2 separate regions of the Bombyx mori genome follow, and region 1 is linked to region 2. Evidence: chromatin contacts called from public Hi-C data. All regions are on one chromosome and are shown on one strand. Each heading gives the region's core, a stretch centred on a gene start, on an enhancer-like site or on the middle of the called end of the contact. The rest is flanking DNA. Distances are from core to core; before and after follow the strand shown.

Region 1 (5,850 bases), core at 1,964-4,463, 58 kb before region 2:
GGTTTTTAGTGAAGCGAAGCGGACGGGGCACAAGCTAGAGTAGATATGTACTTGTTGAAGTGAAACTTCCTTATCGGCGTTGGAAAAAAATTTACCGTCACATTTTTCGGTTACGCGTCACATTTTTCCGTTACGCGCCATCTTTTTTGTATTCATGTCTATGATAATAAAATCCTTTTGTTTAAACTTTATCTAATTTAACTTTTTTGTATTCATGTCTATGATAATAAAATCCTTTTGTTTAAACTTTATCTAATTTAACTTTATTTAACCAATTTCTAGAAAGTTGCATGTAGATCATTTTTCGAAAAATAAGGCCATAAACAAGTTTCACTTCTTACGTGTGTACACTAGTACACGCACACATTTTTTTTTTTTACCTAGGAACATACTTCCTATAATAAGATTTTTTTTTATTGCTTAGATGGGTCGAGGAGGTCACAGCCCGCCTGGTGTTAAGTGGTTACTGAAGCCCTTAGACATCTACAACGTAAATGCGCCACCCACCTTGATATATAAGTTCTAAGGTCTCAGTATAGTTACAACGGCTGTCCCACCCTTCAAACTGAAACGCACTACTGCTTCACGGCAGAAATAGGCAGGGCGGTGGTACCTACCCACGCGGACTCACAAGAGGCCCTACCACCAGTATTACGCAAATTATAATTTTGCGGGTCTTCTTATCCTTTAGGACACGATGACTAGATATGTAAATCATCATTCCCTATGTACGGTTTCTGCATTTGCGGCATCTTGGCGGAACATATACCTACGCGAGTAAAAAGCTTTTACTGTAAAAAAATTTAAAGAAAGTTACGTGCCATTTTCATCTATATTGGGCAACGATTATCTATTGAAGAGCCGAGCATCGTTCTTGTCGAACCCGTCACTTGCAACGAAGGTCTCGGCGAGTAAATTAACCCACAGACACAGCCCACTGACTTTCTCGCCGGATCTTTCAGTGAGTCGCGTTTCCGATCCGGTGGTAGATTCTGCGAAGCACGGCTCTTCCTAGGGTTCATGTTAGTAACGTCGTCAGGTTTGAGCCCCGCGAGCTCACCTACTATTTCGGTGAATCTAGAATAACCCCTCGAGGTTACTATAATAGGTAGGAAAAAAAATATGAAAAAGTTTTAATAAATAAACGAAAATAAACTTGTTTTTTTTCAAAACTTTTAATAAATATCAATACAATATTTTAACAATAATACATAGAATGAATCTTGTGGTAACAATGATAACGGTCGAATTTCGATAATTTGACGAACACTAGCACATTAATAGTTAAAATTAAGGGACATAAAAATAGATCCAAATTTTTGAGTAATTTTGAACATATTGCGACTCGTAGGAAGTTAGTTGTTCGGTAGAAAAAAAAAACCAAGCTAAATTTTCAATTTTCTAATATTCAGATCTGGTAATGACAGTGTCCAGCTTGCCACCAACACCTGAAGTGGTGACCAGGATCACTCAGTCAAGAGCAATACCGACAAAGGAGAAGAATGACAATGTTTATCATGTTCAGTTTCTTTTATAAGATAATTTTTGTCAGAATTACGGCCCTTGGAAAATCATTTCATTGATAAAACGCATCATTGAAAATTGGTGACGATTATTTAATATTGATTTTCTGCACGATTGAGATACAAGTGAAGAAGCCTTAATATAATAAATAAAAATAAAAACCTTTTATTTCAAGACATCAGTCTCATATTGTGTTAGTATTACAAAGAACTTACGAACTATGTTAGTATTTAAATAAATTGAATATAATGAATTAATATATTGAATATAATGAGTTAATATATATAAATGAATTGCTGTTCGTTAGTCTCGCTAAGAGAACAGCTGGACCGATTTGGCTAATTTTGGTCTTGAATTATTTGTGGAGGTCCAGAGAAGGTTTAAAAGGTAGACTTAAGCATGAAAATGTTCGGAATTAAACGTCGGACGGATTCATTTTGTTTGTTTTAAATTTATTTTATACAAAAGTTTAGGTCTTTTATTTATCGATTGAGGCACTACGAAGTCTGCCGGGTCAGCTAGTAGAAGATATAATTGCTGCTTAATGGGTCGAGCATTTGCGTTTGGTATTAATTTCGATACAATACTATATAGCTTCTCGTAAAACTGCATCCACGATACCATTTGAATTCAGCTGCTCATCTCAAGAATTGAAATTGAGTCTCAGTTCCATTGGAAAAACTGAAGTCGTATTCTTTAGAACGGAACGCGCAAAAGCTTCGCGTTCGAAAGCTCACGCCACGCCCGAGGAACTACCACTAGTTACTATAAGTCCAGTAACTTCGTTGCCAAAAATTTGAAGATTCTAGATGATGGGCCAAGCGCTGGGTCAAACGTGGTCAACTATTTATAGGCGGACTAAAGCAATTAGTCACAGTATCATAAATAATTTATGCTTTTGGCTAAAGTCTCATGTAAGAGGTTCAATATTTTCGTATTATTTTTGTATTTTAATTGTCGTGTCAATATTCGCTGTTGGCCGGCTAATATCAGGTGTGTCTTCAGGTTCGCCCGTTTGATCTAATTTAAAATTTCCGATTATATTTTCTTTAATTAATTTTTCAGTTCCAAGTACACTTGATAAGATTAGCGTTAGTCATCAATCTGAAACTGGATGGATATCGCAATGAAATTTATCAGTATAATCTATACTCTGGTATTTCCAGCCCAATTATTGGGAAAAGACAAAATTAGGTACATGTTTAGCCTCAAAATTGTAACGGTTTTACGTTATAATCAGATTTTCTCTAGTCAAGAAAATCAATATGTAAGTAACCTTTTAGATTTTGACATAAAGCTCTTTCATTTATTTAAAAATCCTAAATCGCCAGTAATTTTGTTTTTGCCGACAAACATAATCGGATATTCGTGGAAAAACCTTTCATAATGTGAGGAGCGTGCCGCGCATTGATTTGGGGACTTTAGGCCAGATTTGTCTAAAAGTATAATACAGTATTTAGAATTCTACAATGAAAACACGTGCTAAGCGTACTCAGAAAACTTTTAACGGATTAAATCAGTCTGAAGGTACTGTTATGTAAAAAATTGAACTGTTTATTGGATGGGAGGCATTTTGACCTAATTCATTTTCGTCAATTTCAGGGTTCCACAATGATAACATTAGTGCCGTTGTAATAATACACGCGATCGGCCTCCGCACGCCGACAGGGGCGCGGTGTGACCAGTTCAGTGACTCGTGAGCCGCCGTCGGATGCGGACGTCAGTGAGCGACGCCCCGCTCTCACAAACAGCTCGACGTACGAGCGCAGCCTACAACGTTTTGGAACTCCGTGAGACGTGAATTTGTTTACGAGAACGAAGTAAAAAAACAAACCTTTGACAGTGACAGCAGTTTTGAGAGTGCTTTTTTGGAATTTTTTGACAAAAGATTTTTCGTTATATGCCAGGTTTTTTTTTTTGAGTTTCATGAATATTTTTTTGTGTGGATGTGTTGGAAGGATCAGTGAACCTTTTGGATTGCTTTTTGGACTTGGTAAGTAACAAAACAATCATCGTTATGTTCTATGTATTACTTTATTGACAAAGTAATCTTTTTTGTTACTGAGAAAAAAAAAATGTTGACATTGTGATAACATGCGTCAACTAAATAACTCTGTTTTAAAAATTCATAAGTAAGCATTGCATCGTTCATGTCAAAATATTTCAGTAAGGAGTACATATTATTAGCGTACATATTTTGGTAATACACATTTGAATAAATATATGTACGGTTTGATCTTGCGTTAGTTTGTTATTTTCTCAAATAAATTAACTAGTTGTGATACAAACTATGAATTATTGCACATATTGATTTATAGAATAAACAGAATCTAAATTATATTGTTTCGCTGTTTATTGTATAAGCTCCGGTAGTCCGGTATACTTACGTTTTTATTTATTATTAATATTTTTTCTTCATGTAATAAGTAATTTAATTTTAATAACAAAATTATGTATTCCACTTGTATGCTACATGTAATGTATAAAATAATATATAAAAAACATTAAAAATATCTACATTTCTATCAAATTTAAATTGAATAGACTAATTAATTAATAGCAACGTTTTTTCTTAAGTTTTGACCTCGAAATTGCCATCACTATTAATTATACTACTATAAACGTAATTCTCTAGAAAACGAATTTTCCGGCGAAACGTGAAAAGACCGACAGAATGGCTTCAGTGTCGCAGCGACAAAATCCTCTAATGTGCAACACACTTTATTCTTAAGGTCGAACTAAAATAGCAATTAAGGCATACAATCATCGAGCTGGTGTTTAGGCAGTGACCTTGCTCAGTTATCTCTCTGAATTACGCAGACTGCACGAACTATTGCCGAACAATTGGGCACAATTCTTAAGGGTTTTTCATTCACTCATATGAGCATTGTTGTAATAAAAAAAAAGTACGATGGATAATCTTTCAAAATCTCTTCTAGTCATTTCGGTCTTTAAAGGTAGAAAAGGCGTAATACGCAAGTAGGACTTCGACAAAGCTAGCCGGTAGCATTTACGTCTAAAGCTGCTTTCAGACTACACTATACTATAGTGCCGTAAGTAAGCCAATAATATATAGTACAGTACAGTGTGAACGTGTCCATAACAATATGGTACGCGATATTGTTGTGCTATTTACTAAATGCTATTATATTATAGCGTAATTTGAAAGCAGCTTTAGTGTCAATGGTCAATCATTGCTGAACCTCACGTGAGACCTTTGTTAAAATCTTTACCGTTCAGAGGCTTTGCCGTTTGGAGGACAGACTGTCGATTGTCAAACGTATGAGATTAATGTCAGGGTTAATGGCATAGTCGGTGTATTTCCTTAATTTTTCTCTAGAATTTTAATACTGCCGGTTTTTGTGAAGCCATACGGTTTGGTATCGTCAATCTCTCACTTTTTTTTTTTATTGCTTAGATGTTTGGACGAGCTCACAGCCCACCTGGTGTTAAGTGGTTACTGGAGCCCATAGACATCTACAGCGTAAATGCGCCACCCACCTTGAGATATAAGTTCTAAGGTCTCAGTATAGTTTCAACGGCTGCCCCACCCTTCAAACCGAAACGCATTACTGCTTCACGGCAGAAATAGGCGGGGCGGTGGTACCTACCCGTGCGGACTCACAAGAGGTCCTACCACCAGTAAAAAACACTTTACGTCCCTGTAATCGATTGAGATTTGAAGAGCGGGAAATTCTTCATTTGCAATCTGGGATCGATGTCGCATCTCGGTGTGGGTGGCCGCGACGCCGTGAGCCCTAGTGGTTACAGAGGTTAGTTGGTTGGGTGTTTTAGCCTTGTCAGTTGTAATGGTTACTAATCTTATCTCGAGGTTCAGATTCGATTCTCGGTCGCAGCCATTGCGGAAACATTTCGTCTGAGTTTACTCTCGTCTCCCGCCTGTGTATGAATCGGGCACACGTTACACAGACTACAATTGTGGCTTAATTGAATGTAGTAAATGTTTAATTTTAAATATTGATCATCGACCTGCCTTCTGCGACTTGTTTTACTTAACGAGGTCAAAGTCTGAGGTGTTTTGGACCTGATCATCGTCTGGTGAGACTTTCACGGACAAACGCGCGGCGTATAAAAGAAACTACAGATTAAGCCTTCAAATAAATAAAAGGCACGATGATTTGTCACGGCAACGCATATGTGCTCACGATACCAGTAAAACTCACGTGTGTTCACGAGCACTCACGAATGCTCACGAGACTAATTTTGTTTCTCTTTAACTTGCCAGTCGCGATCGCTGTTCTGTTGATATTATAAATGCTTAACATAGTCCACAGACATCACAATGTAAATTCCGATATCGACATG
Region 2 (6,709 bases), core at 3,089-5,588:
ATTTCAAAATTGCTCAATATTGCCCGAGCGCCCCTAACTCTTTTTAGTACACAATCCAGTGAACGAGCACATTGATTACCCGGTGATAAGTTGCTATCGAAATCAAGAGCCTTCGCGGCAAATATAGGCAGGATACTGGTTGGTACCCACAGGTGCAGCCTATTTTTAATTTTATTAAACTAAAAACAATCTAAAAAACCTTGCAAACGACTCGTTAGCTAAACGGGAAAAATCTTAACTCTCCACCGATCATTGCTCACAAGAACTTTATTGCCGAACACACAATCTTTGTTCTTGACATCTGAGTTCCATTAAGGCTCCCGCGTCATCTTCGAGGTCAGTACGGATTTAAAAAAGCGAATTAACGATATATTCTGCGAGGAAGACGCAGGTTTTATTGCACCAAATAAGGGCAATGTAAATATAATCTTTAAAGTTCGAATGACGGAACGTATCGCGATCTCTTCCTGGTTGAAAGTCGCCGTGTGGTCCAAGGTCGGCTCGGGGCGTCGCTTGTTGTGTGAGGCGCTTACGTCACTATTAACATTTCGCTGCAGTCAAGTTGGAACGTTGTCGTCATTTCAGAAATATAAAAATTAACTAAATAAACACGATAGCCGACATAATGTCTTTGGAGTACAGGTGACCCTCCTAAAACACGGTGTTTTATAGGACGGTTCCACTCTAAGTCGAAAAGAAAACTTTTCCAAAACCCTCTTAAAACACGGCACTTCTTTACTAACAAAACGTTATGGTCTATACTGAAATAAAGTATTAATAATAATAGTAATAATAATGATATCGTCCGACCGTGAGTAAGCGATCGATTCTATACCAAATTTTAGGGCAAAATTAAAACATTTAACCCAAGTTGACGACGCTTTGATTTTTCTCAATCGATACACACAACACAATATTTTTCATCGCTAACTGTACGCCACCCCAATATATATATAGATATACATAGCATCCGTTCATTAAAGAACTGTCAGCAATGGACTCTTTTAGCGACCAGACCACATATAATACGTGTACAAAAATTTATTAAATTCGCTACCTACCTTTTTCAAACGTCAACACTTAATATTTCGTGCATTAAGATGTACATAACGATACCTCATTTGCAATTATGAGATAATTAGTTTCAGAGTTGCGAGGTAATTAATAATCAGTAAACCTTCTATAAAGCATGTCTCATTTCACTATGTATGTTGATTTACAAATGCGCAAATATTTTTTCGTTCATTTCTCGAACGAATCTCGAGAGTAGATCCCTGACACTGACAAGCTATTTATGAATAGTTATTCATTAGCTTCAACGTTCGGAAATAGTGTATAAACATTTTACTATATATTAACATCATTATTTCATTTTTCTCGGAACGGCAGGCAATTCGAAGACTCGAAGATTCTAGAACGGGCCTCTATGTTTTGTTGTCTTTTTGCCAGACCTGAACTGGTTCTTGAACTTAATGGGTACCAGATACTTTAGGTCAACGTAAACAAACAATGACATTCACTTACTAATCTGAGCATAAGCTGTTGTCGTTTTCCGGTGCTTCGAATCCCGCAGGCGAGTACCAATTTTTCTAATTAAATACGTACTTAACAAATGTTCGCGATTGACTTCCACGGTGAAGGAATAACATCGTGTAATAAAAATCAAACTCGCAAAATTATAATTTGCGTAATTACTTGTGGTAGGATCACTTGTGAGTACGCACGGGTAGGTACCACCGCCCTGCCTATTTCTGCCGTGACGCAGTAATGCGTTTCAGTTTGAAGGGTGGGGCAGCCGTTATACTGTAAAACTGAGAACGCATGTCTCAAGATGGGTGGCGACATTGACGTGGTTAATGTCTTTGGGCTCCAGTGACCATTTAACACCAGGTGGGCTGTGAGCTCTTCTATTCATCTAAGCCATAAAAAAAATTAAGAAGTTTATGTTTTGTTAATTCGTAATCTAGAGAGATGTAGGCTCACACGGTTGTGTTACCGCCATCCGGCCTATTTCTGTCACGAAGATGAGTTCCGGCTTGAAAGACGATATACCATTATTACGTATTATTAGGGTGAGTGGTTTCATTCTTCTTCTTTGGGTCCTTACAGCCATTGAACACCAGTTGGGCCGTGAGCCCAGTCACACATCTCCGCAATAAACATAAAATAGAATGAGAGGAATGGCGTGATTTAATTTTTTAAACCTACTTGACTAATTAATATCGAGTGTTTTTGTATTGATTTTGTGTTAAGAAATGGAAATAGTAAATCCTTTGCTAAAACGTAAGAACTGGCATCAGAATTCGGAAGCTGCAACAGTGACACGGGAGAGCATGCCAACGGCCGACAATGTCAGAAGCTCGGATCAAGAATAGTACATCGCGTGACGTTACGTAACTATGCCCAGTGCCCTTCGCCTTCACCGCGCCCAGCCGAATGTGTGTTTAGTGATCATCATAATATTGTTTTTAAAAATAACAGGGTTTTCAGTGTTATTCCGCTTTAAAACGGTTTACCTGCTTTTCGGACATGGTAATTTGAATGGCTTACTTTGAGACATGTGGAGGAATCCTGAAATTCACTACCGTTTCGCGGTCAATAACAATTACTTTTTAATAATGACAACAATTCGTTAAAACCTTTGAAAATATTAAAGAACTGTCGCGATAATGCAGTCTTCACTCTAGGTCGAACTAGCCTATTGAGAGGCACAGTCAAATCGCTGCTAGGGATTCCCTTGTGGTGTGGTTTGGTCACGATGGATTAGTAGTGTGTAACCATTCAAGTATGTAAACAGCTTTATTTAAAGTGCTTCTTCAGCACTACTGTCTTACTGTCTTGTAACTAAATACACCTTTCTACACAATAAACCGAACCTTCAAACTGAATGGACGTATTATTTCAAGTCTTCTAATCCATCGTGACCAGACCACACCACACCCTACAAACCTCATTTGAAGAAGGACAGATAGAACCCGAGGTAATCCGTGGTTTCTGGCTCTGATGACAGTTGTTGTAACAGTAAGCAGAGATAATACGATAGTCGCAAACATGAAAAATTGGAAGAGTCATACATATTTAAAAGTAGCTATGAAGATGCGATTACCGTACAGACTATAGAGTCTGTTACTTTTCCCACCCCTCCTACCTGTGACTTTGCTCGCCCACCTGTCATGGTGAAACTGGAAAGGCCTCTGGGCCAACAGTAATCCCTCATTCGTAAAAAAAAAGTCTGTTACGTCACTCGTGCATATTCTCAGTGCGTGACGGTTCCGCCACACTCAGCCAACATCTCAGCCTCAATAAACCTGTACTCCCGAACGGGAATCGTATTGTCCTCAGTTCATTAGCCAATAATAATAATAATAATAATAAGCCAATTTTATTTCCAAAAACAAAGAAAGAAAAAAAAAATACCTTATCATATAAAAAATTACAAAATTAAATATAAGCTTTTGTTATTGGAACCCCATTCGAGTATAGGCTTCCTCCAGCTTACTCCACTCTTCCCTATCCTTGGCTTTGTTGCTCCATTCTTTTCCAGTTGCTGCTATTATTTCGTCGATCTATCTGCAACTTGGTCGTCCTCTTCTTCTTTTACCCACTGTTCCTTCCCATGTTGTAGTTTCTAATGTCCATCTTTTATCCGTATATCTTTTTTTTAGCCGATTATTCCGTTTAAAAAACACACAAACACACACACAACCACACATAAAACCTTCCACGATGCTGGAGAAACGCGTCTGACGTCACAGCGCGAGCTGTCGCGTGCGGTTCACTTTCACTTCGGCAGCGTGCAGTCTCTATGCCGCACGTGTCTATCGGGAGCGACGACACCGCATGTATTTTAATCACGACACCTGACTAATCTGAGACTTAAATCATCATGTTGCTTTTTATTAACTCATGCAGGCTAGTGAGAAAGGTTTTTCTTTTTGTTAACAACCGCACGCGAGTATCTGGTACATGTACATTCAATGCAAACGTTATTCAAATCGCTGCACTAGAGTAGATACTTTTTTGATTGAGGAATCAGTTTACGGATACCCAGTCGATGGGGGTAAAGACTGGGTTATGGCAAACTCCGGCGCCTTCGAGGAAATTACGGCTGGAGGAAGACGCGCGAGATAGCCGCTGCCCCGCTAAACTGACTAGCAATAAAACCCCAACGAGCTCCCCTACCACAAGAATGGGCAGCGCGAGTCTTCCTTCGCCGGCACCCGTCGTGATGCTTGGACGGAATTGGCCACAACTTATCTGGGCGGCGCACCATGGTGCCAGCGTTGGCTGCCTCATCACAGGAGCTATTCAGCAGATACCGGGCATCACCAAGCACCTGAAGGCCCCTGCGAGAGCTGAGCAGGGATGCCATGTACGCACCGCCCATCCCGCCTTCTGCGCCGAGGTAGAGATCAAGAGAAAGCGGGATCAACCTACCCATCCTACTCCTCAGACTCTCGGAGATCAGGTCGAAAAAGTGGTCATGGCCTCCCAAGAGCTCCGATTCTCTATCATGCGGACACCAATCGCACTTATGGTAGATTACTGCTTAAGGACGTTTTTTAAATAATCATTAATAAAAAATTGTTATGAGTCCCGAAATTGACACTAAATTTCGAAATTCATAAATATTAAAGAATCCAATTTAGTAAAATTGTCGTATAAATTATATATAATTTATTTAAACAATTTTCTATTTGAAAACTTGAAATTGCGGACTTAGCAACTTATCTCGTTGGAAAGTTTTTTTTTTAATAGCTAGGTATAACCAGATGATGGTATCAGCAGTACAGGTACACTAAGCACAGAAACGTCTTTCGAAAAAGTAATAATATTATAACAGAATTTTTAACGAAAACACCAACCTAACAATAGTCCATATTCAAGTAGCATCACGTACACAAATAATGACTATTAATATATATAATATTTCAAGAAACTCTTCAGTAAACGTTTTCCTGTCCATCACGTTACGTTGTATTACAATAGACGCAGCATAACAATTACAGAGCAACAACACGAACGGAAGGAAAAATCGGTTTGTAAAGCGCCCGATACGCGCTCTGCCAAGGCTAGCCCGAGCCGATTGCGAGGTAACACTGCCGTGATCTTAATGCCAGATTAGGGCTCCGCTGGTACTTATTCAATTGATTTAGCTTGGAGATTTTTAAATCTTCTACATTATCCCTCTCTACAGCCAATAGTTTGGATAATTTTTATCGGAATTTTTCAAAGGAAAGGAATTTATGTCCTATTTTTATAGTATAGGAATATTGGTTACAAAAATTGTCTTTAAAATACTTTCTTTAGTTGGAGTAAATTGTTGAAAAAAGGTTTGATTAGTTTTCAATAGAATATTTATATCAACTTTGTTACTTTTGAAGTTTGTATGTCAATATTTTTTTTATCCTACCTAAGCGGTGAGCTCACGGGGCTCAAACCTGACGACATTGCTAACACGAACCCTAGCAAGAGCCGTGCTTCGCAGAATCTACTACCGGATCGGAAACGCCACCAACTGAGAAGATCCGGCGAGAAACTCAGTGGGCTGTGTCCGTGGGTTCATTTACTCGTCGAGCCCTTCGTCGTAAGTGACGGGTTCGACGAGAACGATGACCGGTGCTTGAGGTACTTAAAAGCACCGTTAGTGGATCAGGAGGATCCGAAATGCGTGTTTTGGGCGACGTCGACTGCTTTCCATTCTGTCCGCAGGATCGGGAATGTAGTTACCGGCGGCCACGATCAGAGGGTTCTCGTGTCGTGCCGCTTTGTCGATGGGACGCATTGATGCCGCTGTAGATACTGTGTATGAAACGCAATCTATTTTTATATGAACATTATTTATCGCCAATAATTCACACTCTGACACATGATTCATTTTTCTGAGCGTGTATTTTCGATCATGTATAATCTGCAATTATCATTGTGATTTTCATAATAGCATCATTGCATACGTCATAATCAATGGTTGCGCTTCTAATTATCGTTTTAGCTGTTTTCCACTTTGAATATGTAAACACGAAACCCAAATAATTCTCAAGGTTCCCTACAAACGCGGATGCCGCTTCACGGTCGTCAATTAAAATAATCGCTATGTAAATAAATAACATGTATCTTCATCAAATAATTTATTAAAAGCCGGGCCTAACAGAATTAAAGTGTTTCGAAATAGCTTAAATGTTTCACAATTCAAATTAGTTCCCAGAAGTGAGAGTAATGTTGTCGTCCAAGTGGCCGTTCTTGTTTGTGAGGTAGTTGGTACTTTTGAAGAGATTTTCCACCGAGCGAGGGTATACTTCTAAAATTCCGAAGGGAATCCAAACCTTATTGTTTGGAACATGTTCAAGATTTCACAAAAGACGATTTATGTTCACCAAAGATAATCGCTACATACGGACACTGTGCTAAGGTTGGCGGGTTACACCAATATTAAAACAGTTATGTTCTATCAGTAGTACTACATTAATCTCCGGTTTACGGTATTCAGTACGACCGGACCAATCACTCCCTAATACAAAGTATTCCATTTAACGAGCAGTTAAACATAATAATATCATTTATGAGTCCTGTTCATCGCACGAACCGTAAATATACGGTAATCTCGCGTAATCCTTGATGTTCATAATTCAAAGGCCACATTATTTTCGGTTGACTTCGCAAAGTTCAATGACAGATATTAATAAATTCACTGCATTTAATATAGGTCACT

What was found. Hi-C and Micro-C count contacts between places; a contact is called where the count stands out from the background.
Region 1: a Hi-C map of whole pupa shows a contact between it and region 2, with 5 times the contacts expected there. The contact joins the promoter of E74 here to the enhancer-like site in region 2. A contact is called at or near these places in 3 of 7 Hi-C or Micro-C datasets (midgut and whole pupa).

What each region holds. Positions count from the first base shown.
Region 1 is chr15:809,647-815,496 of ASM3026992v2, reverse strand. E74 (transcription factor E74) reads left to right here and starts at 3,213. Exons shown (of 10, transcript NM_001043979.1): 1 at 3,213-3,517.
Region 2 is chr15:752,215-758,923 of ASM3026992v2, reverse strand. All of the region lies in intron 2 of E74 (transcription factor E74), which reads left to right. The region is part of intron 3 of LOC101739180 (U7 snRNA-associated Sm-like protein LSm11); the gene reads right to left. Among protein-coding and RNA genes, the nearest start is that of LOC101739180, 43 kb to the right of the region's middle. Within about 2 kb of position 4,338, at least 2 of the 8 cell types and tissues checked have open chromatin away from gene starts, as enhancers often do.